Linked DNA regions of Zea mays: region 2 is linked to region 1. Evidence: chromatin contacts called from public Hi-C data. All regions are on one chromosome and are shown on one strand. The core of a region is the stretch at or near the end of the contact, and the rest is flanking DNA. Distances in the headings are between cores, read along the strand shown.

Region 1 (3,294 bases), core at 423-2,922:
GTGCTTGTCTAAATGCTTCAACAGCTTGCAGCTCCTCTAGATCACGCACATCCTCAATAGACACAGAAAGGACCCGGCTACCACTCTTCCTCCTGTTCTTCTTTAATGAATGCCTAATCTTAGTTGATGCATCTATTGCTTTTTTCTTCAAAGAGCCCATTCTGGTCTTCTTTTCGTCTTCAGAGACTTCAAAGTCTGACTTATGGTCTCTGCATTCATCATGACTTGAGCGCCCTTCAAAACCTGATATGATGCAATGAAAGTAACTAATAAATGAATAGGGCTTGACATTGAATTGAATTGTGCTCCTTGTTCTGCCCAGGAAAAAAACTTCCAAGTCAGCTCAGCCAAACTTACAACGCTGAGTTACTTCAAAAGAAAACTACAGCTCTAGAAACTGAATATACAACCTTCAGCTCCTCTGAAGCTCATCATGCTAGCAAGTGAAGTGACAGGCCACAACAACTTCCCAACGAAGTGATTATTTCTAGCAGTGAATCCAGCCAAGGTTCCTGACTAAATGGTTCTGTGTTTACAACTTTACTGTTAGCAGTAACACTCCGGCCTCCAGGTATTCCGACTTGTATGCAAGTTTCAGAAGGAAGCACATACATGTTTTGAAATATGTGGTGTTTAGATTTGCACTGGTTCAGAGCTTGCCACTATTGAACAGGTCAAGGCTCAAGACAACAAGGCGCTGTCCAATGGTGAAATCAGTTTGAGACCTTAACGGTTGACAACTTGCCTGGGGACAAATCCAATACGAATACAAAGGCCCGAAGTTTATTGTGAAACCGACAAATCCGGCTCAGCCACCCTCCTTCGTAGGAAGCTACGCGCCCATCTATCTGGTCGAAGAAACTCCGACGAGACCTATACGACGCAGCACTGAACCGGTCAAAGCGCATGGCGAGACAGACACGCCGCGTGAGAGCCGCAAAAAAGGACCAGGGCGAATTAACCCGGCGAGCTCGCCGATGCCTCATGATTAGCTAGCGAGCTCGCCGATGCCTCATAATCAGCTAGCCGGATCACGGAAAACCAGGTAGACTGCGCCGCCGGTGTTGGGGGATTAGGGGGGCAATCAGCTAGTCGGATTATGGAAAATCAACGCCGCAAGAGATTGCGGTCGCCCTACGCGTATGGGCCTATGCGGCCGCGAGAGAAATCTAAGGAGGAAAAGGCCACGTTGAGGGGAGGAGCCTCGGAACTCACATGGCCGCGCGAAGCGATCGAGGTGGCCCGACATGGGCGCGTCAACGGGCGCTGGACGCGAACGGATCCTCCCGCTCCCTACTTCCGCCTCCCAAGCCTTGAACGGAACCACCTGCATTCATTCGCGCCCGTCAGAAACCCTAGAATCGCCCACTCCGAAGAGGATCGAACAAATAAGGGCAGCAGAGCGGGGCGGGGTTCGGCGGCGCGCCTGAGATTCCCATCTGCCCGCGCTTCGTACCTCGCTGTGGCGTCGGCGGGCGCCGGCGACTCGAGGGCCGCGTGGGAATCCGAGGCGAAGGGGGATTTTTTGGGGGCGTGTGGTGTCGTCGAGGAGGAGAAGGCTGGGATTGGGGGTGATGGGACGGCGCGGGGGCTGGGGCTAGTGGGAGTAACTTTAAAGTAAAGAAGAGGATGGAGGTGGAGGGCGAAGCTGATGAAGGAGAGAGAGAGAAAAAGAGGGAGGAACTACGAAGGTAGGGGACGGGGTGGGGCAGCCGGCAGCGTCCTCCTCCGGAAATTGGGGGAAATTCGGTGCGGGATATCTTTATGGATGCGTCCGGCTCGTTTACGTTCTAGCCCCTGGGTTTCAGCAGAATCGGGACTCTACTTCGCCGGCTGCCGCTCAGGATGGATAGGAGAAAATAAAAACTCTATTTATAAGCTCCTAACTTCCAAATTAAAATTTATTTTAGTTAATTAATAGGTTCGTATAATTTTGATATATATATTTTTATATACTATTAAGGGGACAGTGTAGACTGCCCCCGCCTCAGCAGCCAACGCATGCCGCGAATCCCGCGCACGAACGCCCCCGCCGCGATTCCCCTCCTGCCCGCGGCAAATCACGCGCACGACCGTCCCCCCGCCGCGATTCCCTCCCACCCGCGGCGAATCCCCCTGCCCGAACCTCTCGGGTGTAGACCATACCAGGCCCCCGCTCCCCTCCCCTCCCTTGGCGACGGCATGCCGTGGTGGATCCGCGTGCGTCAACAATCTGCCGCTCGCGATCCGCACGCGCCGTCCCTACGAATCCCGGCCGCCGACGTCGATCCCGCGCCGCGCGCCATCGAGGTGAGTCGCAGGTCCCTATGAATCCCTTTGACGCTGTCCCTACTCCAAGGAGGTGAGTCGCCGCCTCCTCGACTCAGATCTTGCTCCACGGCACGCTCCACGCCACCATCTTCGAGGCCGAGTCGCTCTCCAACCCGCACCGCGCCACTGGCGGCGCCCCCAAGTTCATCCGTAAGGTACTCCCCGGTCTCCCCTTCACCTTCTCGCTTTCCTGTCACCACCAAGATATATGCCACCGTCGATCTCGAGAAGGACCGTGTCGGGTGGACCCGGATGATCTCCAACGAGCCTGTGAACCCGAGTGAACTGATTGAAACATAGGGTTTGATATCTCCAGGACAATATTCATGACTACGATCATATCTGTCCCTTTAAACGTGGACAGTCGGTGTGCCACAACAATGGTGGTCCTGCTAACCATCACTTGGTTCAGTGCATCTTGAACAATGTGCTCTCCTTCAGCATCCAGAGCACTTGTTGCCTCGTCGAGTAGAAGTATTTTTGGGTCCTTCAGCATGCATTGACTACACCCCATCAGGATTAGGAAATGAAACAAAATGGCATACCAATATAACCTTTTGTTGGAACTGTTATTTGCATTGATTCCTAATAAAAAACATTGACATGAGAATATACTACCTCCGCGTGCAACCAAACACACCAATGTGAACCAGTATACCATAATTCCAACGGTGAAGTTAGTAAACAACTGACATAGATACTTCTACTGGCTCTGGAACCATATTTCCTTAAGTACAAAACCATTTGTTCCTTCTAGAGAAAACATCAAACTTGTGTTGTCCAATCACACCTCCAAGACCAGTTTTCGTTTCTGCCTCCTCTGTTGTTTTGTTCCAATGTCACCCTTGACCTTGAGATCTGATCCTGTGTGTATGCAGAGATGGAGGAGTCTGGATTCGCCATCACCAGCATCAATGGAAGGATCAACAGGGCTGTTTGGGGGCCACTAATCAGGACCATCGTCACTGCTAGGGAGGATGCTAC
Region 2 (3,294 bases), core at 366-2,865, 530 kb before region 1:
TACATATAGTCCAACAAAATTATTTGCTTCAAGTCTGCAATTATTTTGTTAATTAGCTACTCCGTTCGTTTTTATATAACACTGGTAAGATCACTAATTAATTAAAATAACTTGATTCAAAAAAAAGAACGGGGAATACATAACATGAAATTAACAATGATAAATATATAAAAAACTGCACGTTTCTATCACTGGCAGCGGCGCAAAAAGTTTAATCCTAACATTATATGCATCACACTATAATAAAAGAGTATCACGTGTTAAAGCCGTATCAGTGTGTGCTTGAAAGATGTACCTTCCTGACTAAATCCAGAATCACAGCAACTGCAGGCTCCGTCAAATATCGTTTCTTGCCACCGAGTTCTACAACCACACTCACAAATTCCTTAACAATGGGTGAGCTTTTGTCACGTGACCACTGTCGTGACACACGACCAGACCTCTCAATTGCTCCAAATCCAAACAGGCGCCCCAAAAGATTGTCCTTAGCTTCCTAAACAGAAACGTAAGTTGCCATCAAAACAGGAAAGAGACATGTTGATAGCCATAATGAGTACTGAGTAGTGACATTAGTTTTTCAATTTACCGGTCCCTTCATAGAAGATGAATGTTCCAATAAATTAGGGATCAACTTCATAATTGCTTCCACCTTGATTGCCCGAATCGATTCGAGGACAGCGGCAAGACCCAAAGCAAATCCTTGCCTTGCATACTGCAAACAAATTTCCGAAGTTAATAGAGTAAAGCAGATCGTGACATCAGCCAACTCAAACTAAGCTTGTCCTGAACTCATGGAAAAACATTTCTACCTCTCTAGAAGAAGAGATGCCACGAATAAGCCGCCGGATGGCGTAACGCACTGATGGGGCGCAGTTATCCAGCCCGTCGTCCTTCTCAGCCTCCATCTGCGTATCCCCATCACCAGCATCCCTCTCCCCATTCCGCGCGCTCTTCTCGTACGCCTTCTGCACTTGCCGGAGCTCCACCACCAGCGCCTCGGCTGCAGCCTCTCTAACCGATGCCTCTGGTGATGCCAGGTCTCTGAACACGTTCATGTGCAGTCCCGGTCCCACAGCCACCGGAGCGGCCGGGGGATTCACAGGAGCCGCAGACTCCGCTGCCGGCGGCTGGGGCTTGGCAAATTCGGCCGACTGGCGGTGGCGCTCCTTATCCATCTCCTTCCGCTCCTTCTTCCGCTCCATGGCCAGCTTCTTCTTCGCCGGCGCCTCCGCAGCTGCAGCCTCATTCCGGATAGCGTCCGAGGCAGGCACCGCCTCCAGAACCGCGCGATCAGTCTGGGTCCGTTTTTTCCCGGCCATCGGAGCTCCCTCGCCGCGATGCTTACCACAGAGTCGAGGCGGAGAGGCAGGGCCGTGCCTCGGAGAGTCGAGGAGAGACGGCTGGGGTTTATGCCGACACGAGACGGCGGGGGAGGCCCTTGCCTAGGGTTAGGGGTTTTCCTTCTCGACTTTTTTCCTGCTTTTTTTTTCTGCGCGGACGTTGGTGGCTGTTAGAATTTTGCAAGTGGGCCTAGTCAGTTTAGAGGCCCATGATCAGCCCATTAATAATCTTGTCGTCCTTGTGACACGTGGGCCCTGTCCAGACGCGTGGTGGCACCGCGGAGGGGGCAGACAGAGAGTAAAGGAGGCAAGTAGGCGACTCCGGCGAGAGAAGTGCGGGTGCGGCCATGGCGGACAAGCCGAGCCGCGCGCTGGTCGTCTACGCCGCCGGCCACGCCGCGGCGCTCATCCCCCCGCCGGGCTCCGCAGCCGCGGGGAGCCACCTCGACGCGTTCGCCTCCCGCGCCTGCTGCGGCCTTCTCACCCTACGCTCCCCGCCGACTTCCCATCCTACGACCGGTACTAATCCATCGGACTTCACCTCCCGTCATCTTTGTCACTTGTCGCCGCTCAGTTCGTAGTTCTGTGCTGTGATACGCCTAGGCACCGAGGATAATAGCAGCACGATTTTGGAACTGGCGCAGCTGCTCGACGTTTACGATCATCTCTACCCCGGAAAGGTGAGATCTTGCTTCCCATTTGTGTTGGAATGGAGTGATTGCTCGAGAAAGTAAGAGATGTATGTAATAGTGCTTGAACTTGTTACATTTTAGAATGAGGAAAGTGGTCAAGAAGTTGCCCAAGTGGATCCACAGGAGCTCGTGGTTCCCAAGCTGTTTGAGAGGTGGGTACTAACTGGATGCATGTGCCATCCATGTGCTTTACAAGATGTTAATTAATCTTGTAAGAGTACTAACCAGTTGTAGCTGCCCTGAAATTTCAGGTTTATGGGCCTGAGAGCTGCCTTGGTCACCAGTTGCCCCCATGTCAGCTCCTTCGCAGCGAATCTTGGTTTCCATGTTTTTAAAACCAATGATTTTGCCCCACAATCTGGCTCGTCCAGCATTACTAAAGAGGATGGATTAATCAAAAGAGCATTTGATCTGCTAGGATTCTCGGATGGGGATGTGCAGGAAACATCTGAATTCGATCTAGTCTTCATGCATGTTGCCATGGAGAACACAAGCAGCAAGTTAGGAAAGTTAGGAATGAAGACAGATATCAATCGGCTCGACAAATTAGTTGGTGCAGTCTTGGAATCTGCGCCTGTTGGTTCAGCTATTGCTTCGCGTATTCATGTATCTGTGATTTTGAGCTATGGGTCTGCTTCTGGAAATAAGGATGAGTTTTCCCTTTTAACCTCTTCAACCGAAACAGATTCAGACTTGAATCTACTGCGTCCACGCCAGAGCTACACAATGAAAACAGGGCGTACATTAGATGATGTCAGGTAGATGTTTCCCTTCACCTTGATCACTGGCAAATAAAAATGAATATGCAACAAGTTAAGCCACCTGGAGCAATCTCTCTAGTCTAATTGATGAAAATGCACTTCATTCTTTTGATTTTTTTAGAGCCCAAAATAAGACTATTCGAGTTTGTATCGATCCATCCTGGAAATCAATATAATTATTACTCCCTCCGTACCAAATTATAAGATTTTTTGGCTTCTATAAATACATAGCAGTTGTTATGCACTTAGATATACATTATGTCTAGATACAAAGTGAAAGGAATGTATCTAGAAAAAACAAAATGTCTTATAATTTGGAATGGAGGAAGTACTTATTAAGATTTCATAAGAGGAATAGAAGTACATATATAGATTTTCTCACTACAATGTTGTGAGGCTCACACAGATTTGTTTGCTGCTTGCTGTGCAGACTTCATCATCCAATTTTGCTGGCACAGTGGCAGGACGGAGTAACACGTGTTGATTTGGCTAAAGGGTTCT

The links. A called contact is a pair of places that touch in the nucleus more often than the background predicts.
Region 2: a Hi-C map of leaf mesophyll shows a contact between it and region 1, with 2.4 times the contacts expected there. The contact joins the promoter of LOC100191155 here to the promoter of LOC100273833 in region 1. A contact is called at or near these places in 3 of 25 Hi-C or Micro-C datasets (leaf, leaf mesophyll and tassel).

What each region holds. Positions count from the first base shown.
Region 1 is chr5:78,186,395-78,189,688 of Zm-B73-REFERENCE-NAM-5.0, reverse strand. It overlaps LOC100273833 (Phosphatidylinositol/phosphatidylcholine transfer protein SFH8), which reads right to left and starts at 1,672. Exons shown (of 15, transcript NM_001360463.1): 1 at 1,457-1,672; 2 at 1,216-1,327; 3 at 1-243. The coding sequence starts at 1,249. LOC103626588 reads left to right here and starts at 2,368. Exons shown (of 6, transcript XM_020537684.2): 1 at 2,368-2,465; 2 at 3,189-3,294. The coding sequence starts at 3,191.
Region 2 is chr5:78,717,829-78,721,122 of Zm-B73-REFERENCE-NAM-5.0, reverse strand. LOC100191155 reads left to right here and starts at 1,615. Exons shown (of 6, transcript NM_001136591.1): 1 at 1,615-1,859; 2 at 1,944-2,020; 3 at 2,114-2,184; 4 at 2,284-2,790; 5 at 3,224-3,294. The coding sequence starts at 1,688. LOC103626594 reads right to left here and starts at 1,532. Exons shown (of 8, transcript XM_008647003.4): 1 at 810-1,532; 2 at 587-712; 3 at 296-493. The coding sequence starts at 1,319.